Linked DNA regions of Hordeum vulgare: region 1 is linked to region 2. A link is a contact called in public Hi-C data. All regions are on one chromosome and are shown on one strand. The core of a region is the stretch at or near the end of the contact, and the rest is flanking DNA. Distances in the headings are between cores, read along the strand shown.

What was found. Hi-C and Micro-C count contacts between places; a contact is called where the count stands out from the background.
Region 1: a Hi-C map of seedling shows a contact between it and region 2, with 7 times the contacts expected there. The contact joins the promoter of LOC123403123 here to the promoter of LOC123404569 in region 2. A contact is called at or near these places in 3 of 6 Hi-C or Micro-C datasets (leaf and seedling) and 1 of 1 datasets of contacts at active chromatin or transcription factors (embryo).

Annotation. Positions count from the first base shown.
Region 1 is chr6H:118,461,399-118,466,387 of MorexV3_pseudomolecules_assembly, forward strand. It overlaps LOC123403123 (heptahelical transmembrane protein ADIPOR2-like), which reads right to left and starts at 2,550. Exons shown (of 4, transcript XM_045097086.1): 1 at 2,078-2,550; 2 at 1,885-1,974; 3 at 1,077-1,122. The coding sequence starts at 2,340.
Region 2 is chr6H:117,878,750-117,883,468 of MorexV3_pseudomolecules_assembly, forward strand. LOC123404569 reads right to left here and starts at 2,097. Exons shown (of 1, transcript XM_045098507.1): 1 at 1-2,097. The coding sequence starts at 1,908. It overlaps LOC123404576 (autophagy-related protein 11), which reads right to left. Exons shown (of 5, transcript XM_045098514.1): 4 at 4,041-4,254; 5 at 3,165-3,743. The coding sequence ends at 3,381.

The DNA.
Region 1 (4,989 bases), core at 1,300-3,799, 580 kb after region 2:
CAAATTGAGGAAGTAGCTGAAAGCAACACTGCTTCTTGCAGGTGAGCAAACGTGAAAATGCTTGCAAAAGTCATCTATTTCTCCTCATGCAAAGTGAATGTGAAAGAGAAAGCGAGATTTTGTACAAACACACTGAGCCTGAGGCAGCGATGTTTGTTCATTGTTCGGAACAAGACGACTACACGTGACGTGATGTTACGTTGCAGCAGAAGGTGAACTAGATTCGAAGTGCACAGCTACACATGGCTCCTTGGTTTTGGTCGGTTGGTCAGGTTGCCCTGGACCAGGAGAGTGATCGGGAAAGGACTCACGAGTTGTCCTTACCACAGAAGAACCTATCGGAAGATGGAGCCGATTAGTACCTCTACCTTGGACATTCATCTTTCTCTAATGCCATTTCACTGCATTATACTAGCACCTCTACGTCCTACATTCATTTTTTTAACTAATGTCATTTCTGCACCTTATCTCATTATTTGTTTCACGCTCCTATCCACGAAAATTATTCGTCGGTACTATTTCAGAACAAGACTGAAATGGAAGGGTAATTTTGCCGATGTCCTCTTGTAACTTCCTCAACCTATGAGTTTTCTTAATCTATAATATTGTGCATGGTCATCACAAATAGCAATTCCCAAACAATACAGAGAGCTAGTATCTCGAGTACATGGGTTGCTTTGACCTGTTGCTTGGACTGTTGTATATATATATTGTTGCTTGAACAATACACGGACAGCTGAAGTGTGAGGACATGGATCAACGATTGATCATGTGGGCAGCTCACACACATAGCTGTCCATGCACGTCTCTTTCTGCGTGGTGGGGATCTACATGACCACATTATTACATGGTACTCACTCGGTGCAGTTATATTTAAATCATTGGTGGCACTACACTACTGGTATCTGAATAATTATAGTCACCTTGATAGAGCTCGTCTCAGTTCATTAATCATGCTATCTAGCACCATCTGTCCCAGAATCTTGGGGACTACGGATATACTGTATGAGAGAAAAATATGCAGTGCTGGAAAATAATCCCAAAACAAGATAAGGTTTCTTAGATGCGTTTCTCACCGACTGATCGCTCTTCCATGACGAATTAGCTGATCCCACCACAAACCTGCGAGAGAAAAAGAACACGGCACATACCATTTTTTTAGGAATTCAAAAAACCGACTGAAGCATGACGAATTAACGCCTTGGTGGAAAAGGAGCATCAAAGAGAAAAGACGGTTTCAGAACTGGAACCCCCCAACTAATCTGTAATTTGCGCCAGCATTGCATTTGCAAAGTGCCGACATCACGATAAGACGTGTGAGGCGGATAATGCACATAGACTACCGCATGGGTCATGTCCTTGTGCGCGAACCTCGTTCGTTTGGTGTTGTTCACGCACTTGCTACTAGGACAGTGTGTTCTTGTCACATCTCACATCGGCAGCATCTAACAAGCTTATTCTTGAGAACTAAAGTACAGTCGTAGCCAGTTGGAGCCAGCATCAATGGTTGGCAATGCATGAAAGAGTCGGTAGTATCACTGAACAAACGTGTGATTGCGCATGCGCGTGCGTTCGGTTGATGGAACGAACGCGCAAACCACACACGTTGGGCGTGGGCGGGTTGTGTGTGTGTGACGTGCGCGCTCTCCAAACTGCCCGCCCGCGAAACAAATTCGAGGTCTCCCGTGTGACGTGTGGGCTACGATGGCGGATTCATTCTGCGATCGGAAGCGACCATTTCAAGTTTCAAAGCCGGGAGCCGCCCGCTAATCACGCGGAAGGGAATCGGAAGGGATCGTTCTTGAAGTCAGAACAAATCATCATTTTTAATCCGAAGGACGGCGGAGGGAAAAAAGGAAAGTCAAGAAGTAGCGTTGCGCGTACCTCATGATCCCCGGCGCGGCCTCGTGTGCGGCCTCCGGGCCGCCTCCGGCGACGGCGAGCGCCAGGAACAGCAGGAACCCGCCCAAATGCCTGCGAAAGCCAAACGGCGGCGGATCAAATCGGTGGATCGATCGATTCGCGGGGGTGGGGAACGTATGGGTGGATCGGGGTGGGTGGTTGGGCGGGCACGCACGTCCAGACGTTGAGCGTCTCGTTGTGCCAGGAGAAGGCGCTGAGGAGGGCGTCGCGGATGGGCCACTCGACGCGGTAGTGGCCGCGGATGTACTCGTTGTCCTTGAGGTACTCGGGGAGCTCCTCGTACCCCACCAGACGCGGCGGGCCCCTGCGCCTGCCGCCGGCCTCCACGCCGCCCAGCGACGGCGCCATGGCTGCCTTCTTCCTGCTGCCCCGCCTCGCCACCGCCTCCCCCGCGGTCGCCGTCGACCGCGCTCCCATGCGACGGGCCCGGTGCCTCTTTCTCCCTCTCTCTCCGGCTCTGTGCGCGCGCGCGGCTGCGTCGGGGTTGTGTGTGTCTGGTCCGCGGTTCGTGCGGGGGAGCCCGGGAGGTGGTGGTGGTGTTATAGGCGGACTATAGGGAGGCTATAGGGGGATGGGAGGAGACGAGGCCGCCTGGCGAATCTTGGCGGGGAGCGCGCGGCGCGGGCGTCGTGCGGTGTGGTGTGGTGTGGTGCGGTGATGTTGGTGGCGAGCCACACACATGGACTTCCTCTGTCGCACACGCTTGTCAAAGCTACAGAGGTTACAGGGTGCTTTTGGGCGCAGCCACTCTCCTAACCGTCGGATTACAAGGGAAAAAGAAAGGGGAGGGCTACCCATCTATCGGTACACGTACACCCATCACCTCAATAACCGTCGGATATTCGTGCGCGAGCCGTCCGATCTAACTCCTCGCATGCGGTTTGTCGCCTTGCCGACGCATTAATAATTCCGAAACAAAAAAATCAGTTGCAGAAACAATGGTCGTGTTGTAGAAACAATTCTTAAAACAATGGTCGTGTTGCAGAAATAATTTCTGAAACAACGAGTGTGTTGCGGAAACAATTCCTGAAACAACGGCCTCGTTGCAGAAACAACGACCATGTTGCAAAAATTACGATATCTTCCGACCCATGTTGCAAAAGTAATGACATCTTCTGATCTATGTTGTAAAAATTACGACATGTTGCAAAAACAACAACATCTTTTGACCCATATTACAAAAATTACAACATGTTACAAAAATTACGACATCTTCACATAGGTCAGGTGTACCCACTGTTACCCAATGCCAGGAATGACTGCCCTGAAACAACAGACACGTTGCAGGAAAACAAAAACGGCTTCGACGGACACAGGGACTGTGTCGACTGTCTAATCAACACATGATCGAACGGCCACGGAGCCGATAGAAAGGCGCACGGGATCGATCGGTAGAAGTTAATCTTTTCCCAAAAAGAAAGGGATATATATGCCACCCGTGTGTGTTTCATTGGCGTGTGGGCCCTAGCGCAGCATTGTTCTTTCGAAGGTTATATAGGGGACTCCTAGGTGAATTTGTAGTAATCATCCACCACCCGATTATCCGTCCGATGTACACGCATGCACCGTTCGATCAACAGCTCGGTCGCCTCCGCCCACCACATAAAATCCCGAAACAACGTTTGAGTTGCAGAAACATGTACGCTGCTACGCGTCCGGCTCACGTGTTAAAAAGTGGCCGACGGGTCTTTTGCACCATAGATTATGGTCCAAATCTTTTGCAAGAGAGAGCATGTTGCGAATATGTCCGTAGATTTTTTAATAGAATTTGTTATAGAATATTTTCTACAACAAGGATCATGTTGTCGAAATACCTATAGATTTTTGTAACATAATTTTGTTGCGCAATGTTTTTTGCAACACCGATTGTGTTGCAGGATATTTTTTGCAACAAAGTTCTTGTCGCAAAAAAAGCGCAATAGAGATTTTGTTGCAATTATTTTGTGCAACGTAGCTGATGTTGCAAAAACTTATGTAAGTTGCCATCGTTGATCCCTGACGTGGTTTACAAACCATTGTTATTGCAAGATACGACAAACAAGCATGTGGTAGGCGAAGAAAAGAATGAAGGTGTGTGAGCACGTTTGAGGTCGCATGGATCAAGGACGATCCAACGACTATGTAGGTGGCGGAACTTCTCGTACAATCAACCGGTAGAGCATCAGCTCTTCTCATGTTATATGGCTTCATTTTGTAAAATGTTTTTCACAAGAATTTTATAAAAATGAAACCATGTCTTGTCGTTGGTTTAGTATAAAGTTTGTATGAAGTTACTACAACTTTGTACTAAACTAACAAAAAGTAATACACGAGTAGATCGGATGGAGCACGTAATATACTATGCTTCTTAACTTTGGAGCTCACACATTAGATCGATTTATTCAATTTTGAATTTGATTCAAGATTTTGATTGGCTCAGTGATTTTTCAAATCAATTGACAACCAGAAACATCGACATCCACAATACTAAATAGATAAAATATGGAAATACATTTTATGATGAACCTAATGATATCGTTTTGATATTATGAATATTGATATATTTTCTCTATAAATTTGATCAAACTTAATGAGGTTTCACTTTTTGAAAAACTAATACAATTCGTATTTTGAAACATATGGAGCTGAAAGTTATTAAAATCCAACAACAAGTATGAGCAACAAAGCACGTCCAACCCTTATATTTTTTTACTATAGGAGTGGATTTGAAATTTCGTGGAGGAATATTTCTCTTCCTTCCTATTCTGGAGGATTATGAACATTTGAGCAAATATTATATTTTCATTTAATTTGAGAAGCCATGTGAAATATTTGTATATATCTCTCCTCTCTCTCTATGCGTGTGTGCCCGTGCCGCTTTGATTCGTAGGATTCACAAAATGCACGAATAGGATGGTATGTTGTACAGTACCCTACAATATATGATTTGTTAGCGCGGGAAAATAAAGAAATCCTACAAACATGTATAAGTGGATGCAACGTTCTCTCCCAAATGTAGTCCGAATGGATCCCATGGAAAAATTATGAAGAATTTCAATCCTACGAATTGAACGGCCATCACAGGAA
Region 2 (4,719 bases), core at 847-3,346:
GACGACCCTCGGGGTGAACGTGCCACCGCCGTCGAGAAACAGCTTGAGCAAGTTCTTGGAAAATCCACTGACCAGTGCCACCCCCTTCTGTCCGGACATCACCGGCACGGCCTTGGAGTCCCTCAGGTTCCAGAACACTATCTCCGGCACGGCGGCGCCGTAGCCAGCTTCCGAGAACTTCCTCACGATCGCCTCGTAGTCCGTCTCCCACGGGTTAGCCGACGCCTGGTCGAACTCCATGTCGCTGAACACCAACACCCGCCGCACCATCTTCTCCGCCGGCAGGCCGGCGCCCACGGCCACTTCCAGGATTTTGTCGAACACTGCCTGGAAATCGGTGTTCATGCCCCAATCCATGGACCGGACGAACTCGGTCTTCTCGGAAAGGGTCTCGCCCTTGATCATGTGGATGTTGGGTCGCTCGCTGAAGGTGATCACGCGGCCGCGCCACGGGTCGTCCGTGAGCTCGGACACGAGGAGGCCAAGCGCGATGCACACGTCCATGGGCAGGCCGGACATGCTTCCGGACACGTCGCACACGGCCACACAGTTGTTGAGCTTGCCGAGGGCGCGCATGTCGTCGACCATGCGCTGCCACTGCAGGTCGGCCACTCCGCCGTCGTCCCCATCTTCGCCGAGGGACTCGATGATCTGGTGCGGGAGCAGCGCGCCCGCAGCGATCCGCTTCTTGCCGGACTTGACATCGGCGAGGTAGGCGTTGAAGCGCTCGGCGTCGTGCTTGAGGAAGAGGTCCTTGTAGTTCTTCATGGCCACGGAGGCCACGCGCGTGTATACCACGGACTCCCAGGCGCGCGCCGAGATGAACACCTCGGGGAGCTTAAGCGCAGCGCGGAGCGGGACCATGGCCGCTCTGCGGAGGCGCTGGCGCGCGCGGTAAGCGTAGTGCGCGTCCGGGAGGTCGTCGCCGAGCTCCGACGACGAGCCCCTGGGGAAGAGCCGCCGCGCGATGGCCTCGCAGAGGAGGGTGGAGCGGTCGTAGGACGAGTCCAGCGACGGGCACCACTTGGCCGCGAGCGAGAAATGCTTGACATCGCCGACAGACAGCTTGCGCATGTCCTCCGCGAGGAGCTCGGCGAACAGGTCGGCCGTGCGGTCGTGCAGGAACCGGTACGTGGAGTCGCGGCTGTACATGTCCAACACCCTCGCCGCGGCCCCCGCCCTCTTGGCCCGGCGCGACACGGCGGCCGCGGCCGCGAGCTTCCGGTCACGCTCCAGGCTGGCCGCGACGCGCTCCTCCGACGCGCCGACGCGGTCCTCCCTGCGCCCCTTGCCGCCGCCAGAGCCGCTCCGGCGTCCTCTGCCCCGCCCGCGGCGTAGGAACCATCCGCCCTCGGCCTCGAGGCGGGCCTTCTTGCCGGGGGTCCTGGTGGACTTGCCGCCGTGCACGATGCGGTGGAGCAGCTCGGGCAGGTCCTTGAGGTAGCCGAAGGCGGCGACGGAGGCGGCGTTGCGCGCGAGCGTGGCCGGGTGGCGGGCGTGGAGCCAGAGCGCGGCGGCGTAGAAGCCCTCGCGGTCGGACTTGCCGGAGCCCCGCACGCCGCGGAGGTTGGCGACGAGGCGGAGCGCGGTGACCGGGTCGGCGGCCCAGGCCGCGGCGAGCAGAGAGGCGACGGACGCGGCCGGCGTGCCGGGCACCACGTGGAAGAAGAAGTCGAGGCAGGGGTCCCCCGAGGACACGAACGTCGGCGAGGAGTTCTCCGTCAGCGCCTTCCCCTTCCCGTCCGTCTTCATCTCCGTCTCCATGTTGAAGCTGGCGTCCAACAGGTCCACGAACGTCGGCGAGGAGTTCTCCGTCAGCGCCTTCCCCTTCCCGTCCGTCTTCATCTCCGCCGCCGCGCCCAGTGCGGTCGCAGCCTCCGGCGGTCCGACCAGGGTGAAGCCGGCCATCGGAATCGGCGGAGTTTCTGAAGTAGTCACTCACTGTCAGTCTGTCACTCGGTCGGTCCTTTTCTCTTCTGCGAGCGAGTTCTGGATGGGGTCGGGCTCTTCGGGCGGGCTTGCGTGGAGGAGGAGAATGGTGGCGAGTGGAGTTATATGCAGCGGGCAGCAGGTTCCGTGGCAGGCAAGGATGGGGTTAAGGTCGGTGTGATCAATGAACCGACTAGAACTTGCCTCTCGTGTTCCTCGTTGAGGAGTTTGCTTTCTCGGTAGCGGCCACGTCGCATCGTGACTTATGGGCGTGCCAACTGTATGCCATCACTTGTTTTGTGGCAAGTCGTCAGAGCAGTTCAGACGAGAATTAGTAGGCCCTGTTACTTGAGCTCCACTCCGGGGTGCCTTTCTTAGGCATCATCTTCTTATTATTATTGTAATATCAGTAGATTATCTTTGCCAGGGCCGGCGACCTTGACTTGCTTCTTGGATGTTCAAGAGGAATTGTTTGCAAAGGCAGGCGATAGCACCAAATTCAAGTTGATGAAGATCATGTTTGGGCTAGCACGGTATGGGGATCAATTAATTTTCTTTCTTTGATGGGCATGCATTCAATACAAACAGGAATTCACAAACAAAAAGAAGATTTCCTAGCAATGGAAGTTGGGATACATCTATCTCTTCTGAGCAACCTTTTTCAAATTCTTAAGACCATTATTGCATCTTCTGAATTCTTAAAACCATTTTTGCAACAGGATATACCATGCTCAAGGTGAAACAGTGTTGGGAACCAGAGAAAACAAATTGGCACAATATTGAGAATGACGTTTTGGAGGCCGAGCACCATAAAGGCCTTTATTTTTAAAAAATTCAAATTCAAATTTTTATGGTTTAAAAAATTCTGAAAAAAATATATGCATGTATGTAAGGATGTAACGACATGTGTGTAAAATTTCAGGTCAAAATACTTTAAAACGTGATCTGTATAAAAAAGACAAATTCATGGTCTGAAATGATGAATAGTAACATGTGTTAAACAGCCTCAGATTTGTCTTTTTTGCACAGCCCTCATTTCAACGTATTTTGTTCTGAAAATTTACACACTTGTGTATTATACCTTCATTTATCTATGTTTTTTTTTAAAAAAAATTTGAAACATTAAAATACAAATTTTCACTGAATTTGAAGTTTGAATTTAAAGGCCTCCAGTTAGCTCGGGAGCCAAAAGCAATAAACGCGCAATATTTTACTAGTACTATCATTCAGTCTCCTTGAACGAACCAAGATGATAATAACAGCAGTGGCCGAGTCATATTTACAGACGAATCCGAGCATTATGTACACAAGGCAGCAGGCAAATGCAGACGAACCAAATGAGCAAACCATAAATAAATTTTAAACAAGTGGCTGTATATTTACAGTTGAGGGTTTTTTCTCCCTTCATTTCAGCAGCCATGGCTAGGCAGGATCAGGAAGGTGTTATTGCTTCAACGGACAGCTGCAGCAGTGTCAGGCAACATCGCCACCGTCACCACGAAGTACTCGCGGCCCGCCGGCAGGCCGTAGGGGTTGCTGTTCGGCGCAGACCGCCGGTGGCTGCCAGGGCGCGGCGAGGCTTCGTTCTGGTCGGCGTGCTTCACCGCGCGCCGCTCAATGTGCACGATCTGGCCGATTATGTAGGCAGGCTGCCGAGGAAGGTGGGGCTCCGTAAACAGGGCCACCGACTCCTCAGAGAGGAAGTAGTTCGACCGGCTCCGGTTGATTGCCTCGTAGTGCCCGGCAGGGTTCCGGACAAACACCGCAAGCTCGTGGACGTCGAAATGGCCAACCGATATCTTCTCCTTGCTGGCCTGTTGAAACAGTTTTGAAGCACACGCTACACCTTACTTGCTCGTTATCGCAAATTAAAAAGTACAAGAGATTAACACGTACAAATTCAATCAGGTCTAAGTCTTAACTTCATAATAGATTTCAAATCCACAGCATGCTTGTTGATACTCATGTTCATCAGTCATGATACTCATGTTATGCCATTACATTTGGATAGTTCATTATTTTACCAAATTCAAGGTTTATCTGATTTTTTATATGGGTATCTACCAACGAAAATATTCACATCTTATGATTTGAGAAGCTGAATTCTGTACCTGTTTCTCCAGCTGAAATTTACTATATAGATTGTTGACCAGTGTTTTCTTCTCCTCCAACTCTTTTATAAGAATCCCGTGTGCTGCTTCCACCCTTGAGTAGCGTTCTACCAGCTCGTCACTCTGCCGTGAAAGGAAACTAACCTTGTCTGCAAGGATCTTAATGCATTGCTGGAACTGAGTGGTAGAATCAGCTTCATCCTTCTTTACAGAACTGGAACAAAACAAGCCATTACAAAGAGGCCAGCAAGTACAGAACAGCACTTAGATATCTCTTTCAGTTGCAAAACGATCAAACTCAAGGACATTAAAAACAAACATATCTCTAAGTTACTCCCTCCGTTCCTAAATACTAAGGTCTTTTTAGAGGTTCCACTAGCAGACTACGTACGGATGTATATAGACATATAGACATACTTTAGAGTGTAGATTCACTCATTTTGCTCCGTATGTAGTCACTAGTGGAATCTCTAAAAAAGACTTATATTTAGGAACGGAGGGAGTAGTAACTAGTAACATAAAAATTGGCAAAAGTAGCTAATTCCCTGGAGGCACTGGCAATGATTTTAACACCAGATTCTAAAATACGATGTGTCTGACATTATCCCTCCGACAACCCATTCTCTCCCTATGAGCAGATACACTTTTATAATGCACACATGCAACAAATTTGATATGG